Regions from separate parts of the Mus musculus genome. Here region 1 is linked to region 2. Evidence: chromatin contacts called from public Hi-C data. All regions are on one chromosome and are shown on one strand. The core of a region is the stretch at or near the end of the contact, and the rest is flanking DNA. Distances in the headings are between cores, read along the strand shown.

Region 1 (2,939 bases), core at 288-2,787, 350 kb before region 2:
CAGGAAGAAGAGCTGTGAGGGTCTCTCCCTTCAGTAGAGAGGACTGAGCCCGGGGTGGGTGGGAGACAAGGTGTGTGTGGCTCTCAGCACTGAAGGACAAGTTAACCAGAAATAGAGTGGGGAGGAACGTACCAAGAATGCTGTTGAACACAAGTGCTTAGCTTTTTCTCCGAAGCTGGCCTTCTGGGTTAGCATCTATACTGAGGGAGACCTGAATGAGGACATACTGGGATTCCTTGCTGATAGTGCACATCACATTTATTTCTTACCACTCTTAATGAATGACCCATTCATTCACTTGGCAAACATCTTTCAGAGGCTCAGGGGACTCTAGTGTTTGCCAGCATTAGCAGCACACTCGATCTCATAGAAATTCTAGTCTGTAGAGAAAAGAGCAGTGTCATCTGTTAGAGGTAGGTGATGAGTGGGTCCCTGAGTGAAGGTCACTGGGAAGCCAGAGGGCGTCAGCTCTGAGCAGGTACAGGATGGGCCAGGGGATCCAGTGTCAATTCCATCATTCCCACTAGAGTTCTTGCCTCCCTGTCTCCAATCAAAAAAGAAAGAAAAAAAAAAAAAAAAGAAAGGAGGCAAGCTGGTGCTTCTAGACCAGGATATCCCTTCTCCCATCATTCCCATTTTTTCCATCCTTTCTTACAGCTCTGTTCTTTGCTTCCCTCCTACTGAAGAGTCTTTTGCTAGCTCATCTGCACATACGAGCAGGTGAGGCTGGGGAGGAAGGCACTTTACAAGTGATAAGAATGCTAAGAAGCCTGAGCCAGAACTCCCAATGAGAACTGAGTGTGAAGAGTTAGTTGGTGATTCATTGGCCCTTAAAGACATGGTCAGAATTGTCACAGAACACTAGAGCCATTCTACCACTTCCCAAGGCTGTGCTCATGTATAGCCTCACCTCCTGCCCTCGTGTGCCCTGAGCGTTGGCTCTGATCCATTCGGACTCAGCCGTTCAGCAGAACGTTCTTGGAAACCATACTCCTGGGCATATTGACAAGTGTGGTAGACTTCCTGATACTAACTATAAAGGGGGACAGAATGGAGGAGGACACCCAAGTCCCACCAAGAGCCTCCATCAGAGCTGGGTGCTTCACTGTTGTGCAGATACCTCCATTATGTGATGTCACTGGGTTTCCCAGGACCTCCCAGCCATCCTCCCTTTCTGCCCTTCCCACCAGCTTTGAGAAGCACAAACAGCAAATTCTATCAACAACCACAGCAAGCTCATCCAGGCATTCTCCCAAGGGCTCCCTCCTCCCTAAGAAGAATTTGCAAACCAGCTGTTACAAAGATGCCCTTTTGATCCCGTTACACATTATAAAATGTATAGAAATCTCGAGGCAATTTATGAACAAAGGATAGTCTTGTGACCAGCAGGCAGGAAGTGCCTTCACACACTTTCCATCTCACACATGGTCTCCACACAAGGTGCATGTCTGCTGAGGAGAGTGGACTGGTAGGCAGAGGCACAGGCAGAGCCAGAGAGAGTGGACAGAGACAGACCACTGATCCTGACCTTTGTTTTGCAACCTTTGAGCTTCACCCATGTGAGTGACTTCCTCCAGTGCCAACTGCCCTTGGCGTCTTGAGAGAGGGCAGGAATTAGCCTCGCCTACCAATTCTAGGCGATATGAACTAAAGTATCAGCTTTGCTAAGACAGAGATATTTGCTGGAGCAAGTTGATGATACAAAAGGAGTTGCAAAAATTCCATTTGGCACCGTCCCCTCTGTGGATTAAGAAGATCCAAACTATCCCCCACCGTCCACCTAGGGAGCTTTCCTTTCTTTTGGTAGGGGGAGCAATGATGGAGAAAGATATGAGAATTCCGGATTGGGTAATTGAAACCCAGCAAGTAGTTACGCAGGAAATTAGAATACATTATTTAAATGTTAGCCATTGGTAGGAGTACATTGAGTAATGAAAGTCAATATATTTTTTTAATTTCTGTTTTCAATTACTGAAGTGCACATAGCCCTTATGTGACATTCTGATAGCTCAGGATATAAACTAAAAGGGTGGGTGAGCCTCCTCATGTGTGTTGCCTCCCTGATTTCGTCCCCCTTATGGTGGGACCTATATTAGCCACTATAAATCGATCTGGCCATGTCTGTATTAGTAAAGCATAATGTTAGACAAACTGTGATGAACATGCATGCTCTCCAGCAGATTGCTGTCGTTTCTACACATATCACAGGTCATCACACACATCTTTGCAGTCCCCACCCCATCTCAGGTCTTTATTTTTAAAATCTGTAGAGTATATCTTTATGTGACTATGATGATGTAGTTATCAACCCTACTATAGATGATTCGTTTTTTTCACATTTTTGACTTTTGCAAATAATTTTATAACCAAGAATGCATCTGTGTCTATGAACATGGAGAATGCTAGATGAAATCATAGAGGTGGAGTGGCTGGCTATAGCAACATTATATTCATTAAGATAGATTGTAGAGAGACTTGGCATGGTGGTGCTAAGGAGTCAATGGCAGGAGGATCAGGAGTTCAAAACCACCCTTGGTTACATAGTAAGTTCAAGACCAGCCTGGGATATGTAAGACTTTATCTTAAAAAGGGGGCGTTAGTTAATTTAAAATTTACATGTGTCTACCTTTGAGAGATAGCACCATATTGCCTTCCAGTGACACAGTCCCAACTTAGAGAAGCCTACATGTGTACTCATAGGATTAAAGTAAGTTAAAAAAGAAAAGTTCAACAAAGAAAGTGAAGAAAATTGGAATGGAATTTAGGGAGTGTGGTGAGCCTTTGGCATTCAGCTGAACTCTCCGCTCTCCTGTACTGGCACACAACTGCATTGGGCAAAGCCTGTTGCGACAGGTTGGTCCTTTCTCTAGGACCAAAGCCATGGCTGGCAGATCATACCCTCAGACATGTAGAAGCTGAAAAGGAAGGAGACAGAAATG
Region 2 (2,816 bases), core at 119-2,618:
GTCCTTTCTCTTTGCATTTTAACAAGGCTTTGCATTCCTCTAGTGTTTTAGGGAAGTTATACATAGTCACATTGTGTTCCCCAATAGCCGTAAGTTGTAACATTGTTCTGCCATTCTGTTTTAAAGTAATGTGAAATAAAGACTCCATCCAGACCTAGCAGAGACTTTCAGGAGTCGGGTGGCTCTTGCAGTGGGGGCAGCTCTTTGGCTCTAAGGCCTTCAGCCTGGTGACAGTTAGGCATGTGAGTTTCTCTTCTAAATAATAGTATCTCGGGTTAGGGAGAACCATGCATGGGAAATGAAGAGAAAAGATGGTGATATTGGACAAGAAAGCAGAGAGTCCTTTGCTCCTGTTCAACAAAGGGAGTGTAGGCTGGCTCAAGGTAGGCAGAGTTGGTCAAAGATCAGGGCCTTGAAGCGAGGAGAAAAGTTCATTTAGCTAGTTTAACAAATATTTTCCTTTGATTGATCAGTGTGGAGAGGCAGCCCAGCTAATGGGTTATGAAGCTAAGAAAGGGACTTCGGAGAATCTGCTCTTTTGAGTCCGTCCTGCCATATGGAGAAATGGTTTTCCGTTGTTGTTTTGCATTTCCTTTGTAGTCAGTATATTATATACCAAAAAGGATGGAGAGCTGGCATTTTCAATGTTTCTTGTGTGAGCTCACGCACATCCACATGTGTCCCTCTTTATTTACTTACATTTGTGCGTGCCTACACGAGTTTACATGTGCATGCAGATGCCCGTGGAAGACTGAAGAGAGTGCTGGCTGCCCTGGAACTGGAGCTGTAGGAAGTTGTGTACTACCCAGTGTGGCTGCTGGGAACTTAACCCACGTCTTTTGCAAGAACAGCAAGCGCCCTTAACTGCTGAACTATCTCTCCCACCTTCCACCCTGGTTTTTCAAGGGTGCCGGGGATCCAGAATTATGTCCTTATACTTACAAGGCCATTTTTCTTTAGACTTTCACCATTTCCTAGTATCAAAAGTTTCAAATAAAATTCTGCAGTGTCAGTGAGCACCATTTTGGGTCAATTAAGATTGCTTTTAGGAGCAAGTAAGAAAAAAGACAACAACAACAAAACAAAACAAAACAACAACAACAAAGCTGGACTGAGGCTGCCCCAAATCAAGCTACCTTGTTGTCCTGCATAGCTGATAACTCAGAGATCTGTACATATCAGTTTAGCTGACCCATCATGCCAGAAACTCTGAGCCTTTCTCCTCTGCTATTTATTTGTTGCTTTTCAGTCCTAGAAGAGTTGGCACAGATCCAAATATCAGGTCCCCATTTGGAGTAGGGAGAGAGTGTCACTTGGATGCTCTCCAGCACAGGAGAGGAGAAATGTTCAACCAGTCCCTTGGTTGAACAGGCATAAAGGACTCTGCTCTGTTGTCCAATCATGCCATCTTTTCTCTTCATTTCCCACGCATGGTTCTCCCTAACTCATTGCAAGAGCCACCCGATTCTTGAATACTCACTAGCCATTCACATGCTCCTGGGGGCTCTCCCGGAAGGGGGGAAGTGGGTGTGCACCATATCACTTCCCCCACCCCCACCTGGTTCTTCTGGCAACTGTGTTCCATGCATGATACTGGCAAATTCACTGCCATCCACATAACCTTTCAGTATTTGAAGTGTAGGAAACGGTCTTAGAAATGGAGCATTAGACACCCAGTATGGTTTGCTGTAAATGGGGGATGTGAGACATTTTTAGAGGTAGCTGTGGGAGACTTCAGGAAAATCCAAACCACTCTTGCAGAAACATATTTGGAGTTATTTATTACAGTGTGGGTAAGCTTGGAAAAATACCCGAAACAAAAATTTTCCAATTATTTGTAAATCTTAATTTTTTAAAAGGCCTGATACGTTGTTAATATAAATTCCACTGAGATAAAACTAAGCATTGTGTTTTTCTATGCCAAACCGTAAAAGAGTGGTACTTAGTCTCCGGGAGCTGCTTCTTCGCTGTTTCTGAGAACAGAGTCTGGTGTATACATTTTCTAAATATTTGAAGAGGGCAAACAGCCCTTGAATGTTAACATTTCCTAACACTCATCTCTGGGAAAACTTCCCTATTGAAAAAATGGACTAGGGTTGTGAACAAAGAGTTTTATGATCATTTTGGAAATACTCATTTCTATAAAATATTCTGAAACAGACTTTCCATAGTCTCAATATACTAGTAAATGTAAGAATAATTCCAGCTGTTGATACTATATCATATCCATTCATTCATGAAGACAAACATCTGCTCCCTTTAAATAAATACTATCAACTATTATTAATAGATACTTATTAACTGTGAGGTTACATGTCACTCATTAAGTAGTTCATAATGTCTTCGGACTTCCTACAATGAATATGTATAATTTTTACAATGATGAAAAATCACTTTTTCTTTTAAAGGATGAAGTAAAAATGAGTATGTTTGCTGAACACATTTAGAAATCACTAGTGGGAAAGTGCTTTGATCTGGGAGTTTGGGCCAGGCTAGGGAGCTCAGCAAAGGTGGGACTGAGAAACCAGGAAGGGGGCAGGCAGCGAGGGTCTTGTTCCTCTGGAGTGCTGGTATTTTTCAGTCCTGACGCAATGGGAGAGACTAAAGGAAGTCATCACAATAGTTCATTCTTCTGGGTTCATGTAGGTTGGGTAGGTCGTTCTATTTTTCTCTTTGTCTTTTCTGGTCCTCTTCTGTGACACAGATAGGATCAGGGTCACGGAAGGTTGTAACTGCATTCAGGAAGGGCCGGGACCTAGTCTAAGAAAATCGTTTGCCTTAATTTTTGTAGATACCCACAGTTAATCATCGAAGTC

The links. Hi-C and Micro-C count contacts between places; a contact is called where the count stands out from the background.
Region 1: a contact with region 2 is called in a Hi-C map of liver, with 2.1 times the contacts expected there. The contact joins two enhancer-like sites. A contact is called at or near these places in 3 of 39 promoter capture datasets (liver and neutrophils), 5 of 484 Hi-C or Micro-C datasets (all in liver) and 1 of 115 datasets of contacts at active chromatin or transcription factors (bone marrow-derived macrophages).

What each region holds. Positions count from the first base shown.
Region 1 is chr11:90,341,074-90,344,012 of GRCm38.p6, reverse strand. The region is part of intron 3 of Hlf (hepatic leukemia factor); the gene reads left to right. Among named protein-coding and RNA genes, the nearest start is that of Hlf, 48 kb to the left of the region's middle. Within about 2 kb of position 1,537, at least 10 of the 459 cell types and tissues checked have an H3K27ac peak or open chromatin away from gene starts, as enhancers often do. A contact at or near this core is called in liver, where this site is marked.
Region 2 is chr11:89,993,388-89,996,203 of GRCm38.p6, reverse strand. The region is part of intron 1 of Pctp (phosphatidylcholine transfer protein); the gene reads left to right. Among named protein-coding and RNA genes, the nearest start is that of Pctp, 8.1 kb to the left of the region's middle. Within about 2 kb of position 1,368, at least 5 of the 459 cell types and tissues checked have an H3K27ac peak or open chromatin away from gene starts, as enhancers often do. A contact at or near this core is called in liver, where this site is marked.